2 separate regions of the Ovis canadensis genome follow, and region 1 is linked to region 2. A link is a contact called in public Hi-C data. All regions are on one chromosome and are shown on one strand. Each heading gives the region's core, a stretch centred on a gene start, on an enhancer-like site or on the middle of the called end of the contact. The rest is flanking DNA. Distances are from core to core; before and after follow the strand shown.

Region 1 (2,700 bases), core at 22-2,521, 170 kb before region 2:
TTTCATTTGGGGAAAAACAAAAAATCTAAACAAGGTGAATCAGTACCAAGCAAACATACACTAATCTTTCAAACGGATTTTGATTGGACATATTCTTTGCACCCTAAATGTTTCCAAGGAGAAAAAAATGTAAAATTACTGCAGTTAAAAAGCAAATGGGATAGAATAACAAATAATATGCTATTCATGAGACATTGTAAGTTTTGAAACTTGGCTGGTATCACCTTCTTTTTCAGGGTTATTTCTGGCAGTGCTGGGTCTCTGCTGCTGGGTGGACTTTCTCCAGCTGCGGTGAGCAGGGGCCACTCTCCAGTTGTGATGAGCGGGGGCCGCTCTCTTCACTGTGGTGCGTGGGCTTCTCGTTGCAGTGGCTTCTCTTGATGTGGAGCGCGGGCTCTAGATGCGTGGGCTTAGTTGCTGCGGTGCATGTGGGATCTTAGTTCCTTGACCAGGGATGAATGTGTGCCCCTTGCAGGCAAATTCTTAACCCCTGGACCATCAGGTAAGCTCTGGCTTGTATCACTCTTGTATGCAAAACACACAGAGATATGAACATGCTCATGGTTCAAGAGAAAAGGAATATAGGCTTAGCAGCGCTTACTAAGACCTCAGTCGTCTGCATGACACGACTGTTGCCACTCGCCGGGGAGTTCCTTCACATGTAAAAGAGGATGTGGGAAAGTCTCCCCCGTTTTGGCAAATCCTCCTGCTCTGGCTCCTGTGTGAAAAGCCAGGGGACCCCCTCCTGCTCTTGACCTTTGTGCGATGCAGGAAGCAGAGGGCTGTGCTCCACACTTGCAGAGAAGGACGGCTATGTTCTGACAGGGATGCTCTGTGCTAAATTTAAAAACTCTTCCATGAGACCCGAGGGAGGGCTTTGCGAGGGGACTGGAGTTAAAGTTAGTGGTGCCAAAAACATTCCCAGCACATGCGCACAGTTGCTACAAACTCCGTTTGATAAATATAGCTCTCTGCGTCTGACTCAATAAGAGACGATCGGAAATGCTTGTCGGCTCTCGGGCTCTGGGGTGTCGTGTGGAGAGAGCTTGGTCTTTGAAGTCCTGATGCGCATCTGTTTCCAATGGCTTCTTGATTATTCTTTGTGAACAAAACCCAAGATTCCATTTCTATTTTGGAAAATGTTAAAGAACCTCCGATAGTAATGATCTCCATTCTGAAGGAGGCACGTGGGGCCCACAGATCCTGTGTGATCACAGCTGCTCCCGGACGCAGCCACTTTAAATAGGAGACGGTAACGGGTCTGTCAACAGTTTGCGACACCAGCCAAGCCCTCATGCAACATTCAGGCTGTGTCGAAGGACACTGTGGAAACAGGACTCACATGTGCAGTGGTCGGATGTGGCTTTGGAATTACGAGAGAGAGTGTGAGAACTGCGAATTGCCCCCAGGTGAGTTGGGAAATCGTTCAAGGCATGACAAACAATGGGGAAACATACAGAGACACACACACATATCATATTCACAGTGAAACCAGAGCTCAGAGACAATCTGTTTATAAACACAAGTGATTAAGAAGTCTTACATCAAAAATTAATTCTAGAATACCAAAAAGACAGCATGCAACATCAAATGTGAGTTTTGAACCTAAGCCAACAGCTGCCAAAATATTTATAAACATTCCTTTTTTCCCGAGAGGAACAAACTCAGTAACCTCAGACAGAGCTCTGCTTTCCCCAGACCACCCCCAGGGCTCTCTCCTCATGTCTGACAATCAATGGGGACAAGTTTAAGATCAAGGCTATGGTCACACCAATTCTTTCTCTTAACAGATATCTGACTCTAGCTCGAGGGTCGTGACCACATTTCTGCACATTTGCAACATCTTTGTACACAGATGCTCGCTCATATCTGACAGTCAGCTGAAGTGGAAGCAGTGACCCCACCCAACAGATGGTCCAGGGACGCAAACACATCCTCCAGCCTCGACAGCATCCTCACATCCAGGTTCCTGTCTCTTGCACCCTGAGGAATCCTTCGAGGGCGTCACGACAGAATGAGAGGTGCAGAGAAATGTTTCAGCCAAGGTGATGGGGCACACTGGTCAGTGCGGGAATTATCTGATCACAGAAAACAGAAGCAAAAAGACCCTTGGTGACCCCTGGTCACCATCACTGCACAGACACGGGAGGGACGGGAAGAGACTGGGTCTGCAGCGGAGTTCCTCCTCCTCGGCTGGGTGACCTTTCGTGGGGGCAGTGGGGGTGTCCTCTGCAGCACCCCTGGCCTCGACCTGCCAGATACCAGAAGGAGCCCCTCCCCTAGTTGGCACCACCAAAAATGTCCCCAAGTGTTGCCAGGAGCTCCTGGGGTTGAGGATGAGTGCTGGGGAGGGTCTGGCATGGAGTCTGGTTTATTCCACGAGGATTGACGCTGCTGCAGCTTACGGTGTGGCTGCCGGAAGCAGGGTGCCCAGCTCTCTGAACCTGTCCATGTGAGACGCCATGTCTAGCCGCCACCATTCTCATCTCTTGTTATCCATCCATCCCATCCCCACTACCATCCTCTGGATGTCTTCCTGTTGGCCTAGACTCCCCTCCACAGGGGTCACATCAACTGTGATGCTTTAACCAAGCCTGATCAAGGACGTCACAGAGGAAGTAGCACCTTCCAACTCAGTCCTGCAGACCTGAACCATGACCAAGGAGATGGAATTCACTTTTTCAGCCACAAATACACTGT
Region 2 (2,700 bases), core at 136-2,635:
CTTGAGTGCAGAGAATGCAACTCCGGCCTCCTCCCTGCTCTCAGGGGAGACTTCAGTCTAGGATGGAACGGAAATGAAGTAAGGAATCAAAGGTAAAGCCACATTGTGCTCAGGCCTTCGGAAGACAGATGAGGGACTTCCCCAGCAGCAGAGCGACTAAGAATCTGCCTGCCAAAGCCGGGGACATGGGTTCAATCCCTGGTCTGGGAAGATCCCACAGGACATGGAGAAATTAAGCGTGTGAGCCACAGCTACTGAAACCCACGCTCAGGAGCCTGGACTCCTCAACAAGAGAAGCCACCGAAGTAAGAAGCCCACACACCATAACAAACAGTAATCCCCGCTCACCACAAGGACAGAGAGCCCACGCAGAGCCAAAACACAGCGCAGCCAAAAAAAAATAAGTAATTGTTTAAATTAAAACAAAAACAGACTAGCTCTCAAAGGTTTTGTCGTGATTAGGGTCTTTATCCGAAGGGCGACAGGGGGCCACGGCAGGTTTAAGCAGGAGAGTGTCACGATTGGGTCTGCATTTTTTGAGTGGATTCCCTCTGACTGCTGTGTGGAGATGGGGCTGACCAGGCAAAAGGAACGCAGAGGGACCTGTGAGGAGGCTGTTGGGATTGTGTGAACAGGAGACGATGCGCTTGGGTCAGGGAACTAGTGAGTAGTGGGTGCATTTAACAGAAATTCAAGAGGTCAAAGGGTGATGGAAATTCAGGAAACCAACCCTGGGACATCACAGACCTGTTTCGTTTCCAGCATCTCCTCAGGGCAGCTCTGCCAAAGCTTCCTGATGCCCAGGTCCGAAGCCCATCAACGCCCCCCTTCTCGACGGGACCAAACGTTTGCTTTTAGGAGGACATTGCTGTGGCTCTGAGATGGGCCTGCCCTCCAGCCCAGGTTCCCGGCACGGTCTGTCCAGAGGAGCCGCATGAAACGGCAGCCCAGCCCCGTCAGCCGGCATCAAAGGCCCCAGTGAGGAGGCGTGGGAAGGGCTATTTTAGGCTCCTTATTTTTAAAGCCGGGGTCAGGGCGCTCCACCCCTTAGCATCTCCAGGACTGGAAGCTTCCATAGGCACCCCCTGACCTCCCACCGGCCCAACCCCAGAGACAGACAGGAATGGCTGCAGGGCTGGACAGTGACCACGGGCAGCCGTAAAAGGGCCCCTCACAATGGCTGGTGAGGGGCTCGGAGCATGGAGGTTCAAGGGCAGCCAGAGTCCTGGGTTCCGACACCAGCTTTTTCACTTTCTCTTGCTTTTAACAGTGGCCTTGGGCAAGTCATTCCCTCCTCTGCTACGCTGTTGCTCCTCTGTAAAATAGGAACCACCCACGGGTTGCTATAGGTCAGAGCTAGTCACCTGACCTATAACAACCTGTAGCTGCTCTGCATGCTGTGACTGACGGGATGTACTTCCAATCAGAGCTCGGGGGACGGGTTTGGGGGGGAGCCCTGAGGATGATGCTCTGCTGCGACCTGGTGGCTGAAACGGGAAGTGGCTCCTGGAGGCCGGAAAGGAGAAGCCGCGCGGACTCTGTGGAGACCAGAGGATAAAGGGAGAGGTCCAGGCGGAAGGAGGGGAGGTTGGGGGACAGAGCACATCCCCCCTGTGACAGACGGACGAGGAGGGGGAGGAGGGGGAAGGGGAAAGACAGGGATTGAATGGGGAGATAGAGATAAAGAGAAAAAAAAAAAAAAGACGCAGGGCTAACAGACAGAAAGATGGAGAAGCAGAGGCACCAGCAGAAATAAATACAGGTCCCCAGGGAGAAGAGAGGGAGAGATAGGGATGGCCCAGTGGCTAAGACTCTATTTCCGAATAAAGTCGCATTCTGAGGTATCGGGGTTAGGGCTTCAACATATGAACTTTGAGGGGGAAAACAATTCAACTCATAATCACCACCAACAACAGCTACTTCCACCCCCCCGGAGAGGAATCTGCCTGCCGGCTGGGGCTGTGTCTGCCTTCCTTTGTAGCCCCTACTTTGCCCATTCCGGGAACAGGTACTCAGTGACTGCCGGCTGAAGAATGAATGAACAAATCGAAGCTGGCAACATTTATTAGTTCCCACTTTCATGATAATTAATCTCTTTAGCTCATTCAATAGGGTTTCCCATTTTTCTAGATTTGAGGAAATGATTTTATATGGAGATATTAAGGGGCAAGCTTATCTAACATGTCCTTGAAGAAGGATGGTTTAGGGCAAAGGGTAGGCTAGGACTGAGCACGCATGCACACATATGCACATGCACACTGCAAGATTTATTACATAGCAATGGTTATTAACATAATATGGCAAGAATACAGAGACACACAAATAGAATAGGAACAGGAGAAAAAGAGCCCATAAATAGACCCCCAGTATATGTGACCATTTACTATGGGACAAAGAGGCAACTTTGCACCACAGTGAGGGGGAAATGGACTTCTCAATAAATTACTCCAGGATAACAGTGATCCAAAGTGGGGGAAAAAGAAATCAAAAGTGAAAAATTAGGTCCCTGCCACATAATATACACAAAAATCAACTCCAGGACAACTGAGAGCTTAAATGGGAAAACTTTAAAACCTGTAGGGAAAAAGTTTGGAGAATATATTCATGACAAATGGGGCAAGAATTTCTTAAAGAAGACACAGCAGACATGGCAGATACAAACGATAAAGGCACAGAGTGATGTTAAATCACATCAAAATT

What was found. A called contact is a pair of places that touch in the nucleus more often than the background predicts.
Region 1: a contact with region 2 is called in a Hi-C map of fibroblasts, with 5 times the contacts expected there. The contact joins two enhancer-like sites. A contact is called at or near these places in 2 of 2 Hi-C or Micro-C datasets (fibroblasts and lung).

What each region holds. Positions count from the first base shown.
Region 1 is chr17:76,014,827-76,017,526 of ARS-UI_OviCan_v2, reverse strand. All of the region lies in intron 13 of GRK3 (G protein-coupled receptor kinase 3), which reads right to left. Among named protein-coding and RNA genes, the nearest start is that of MYO18B, 39 kb to the left of the region's middle. Within about 2 kb of position 1,271, the one cell type or tissue checked has open chromatin away from gene starts, as enhancers often do. A contact at or near this core is called in fibroblasts, where this site is marked.
Region 2 is chr17:75,849,151-75,851,850 of ARS-UI_OviCan_v2, reverse strand. No RefSeq gene overlaps it. Among named protein-coding and RNA genes, the nearest start is that of CRYBB2, 16 kb to the right of the region's middle. Within about 2 kb of position 1,385, the one cell type or tissue checked has open chromatin away from gene starts, as enhancers often do. A contact at or near this core is called in fibroblasts, where this site is marked.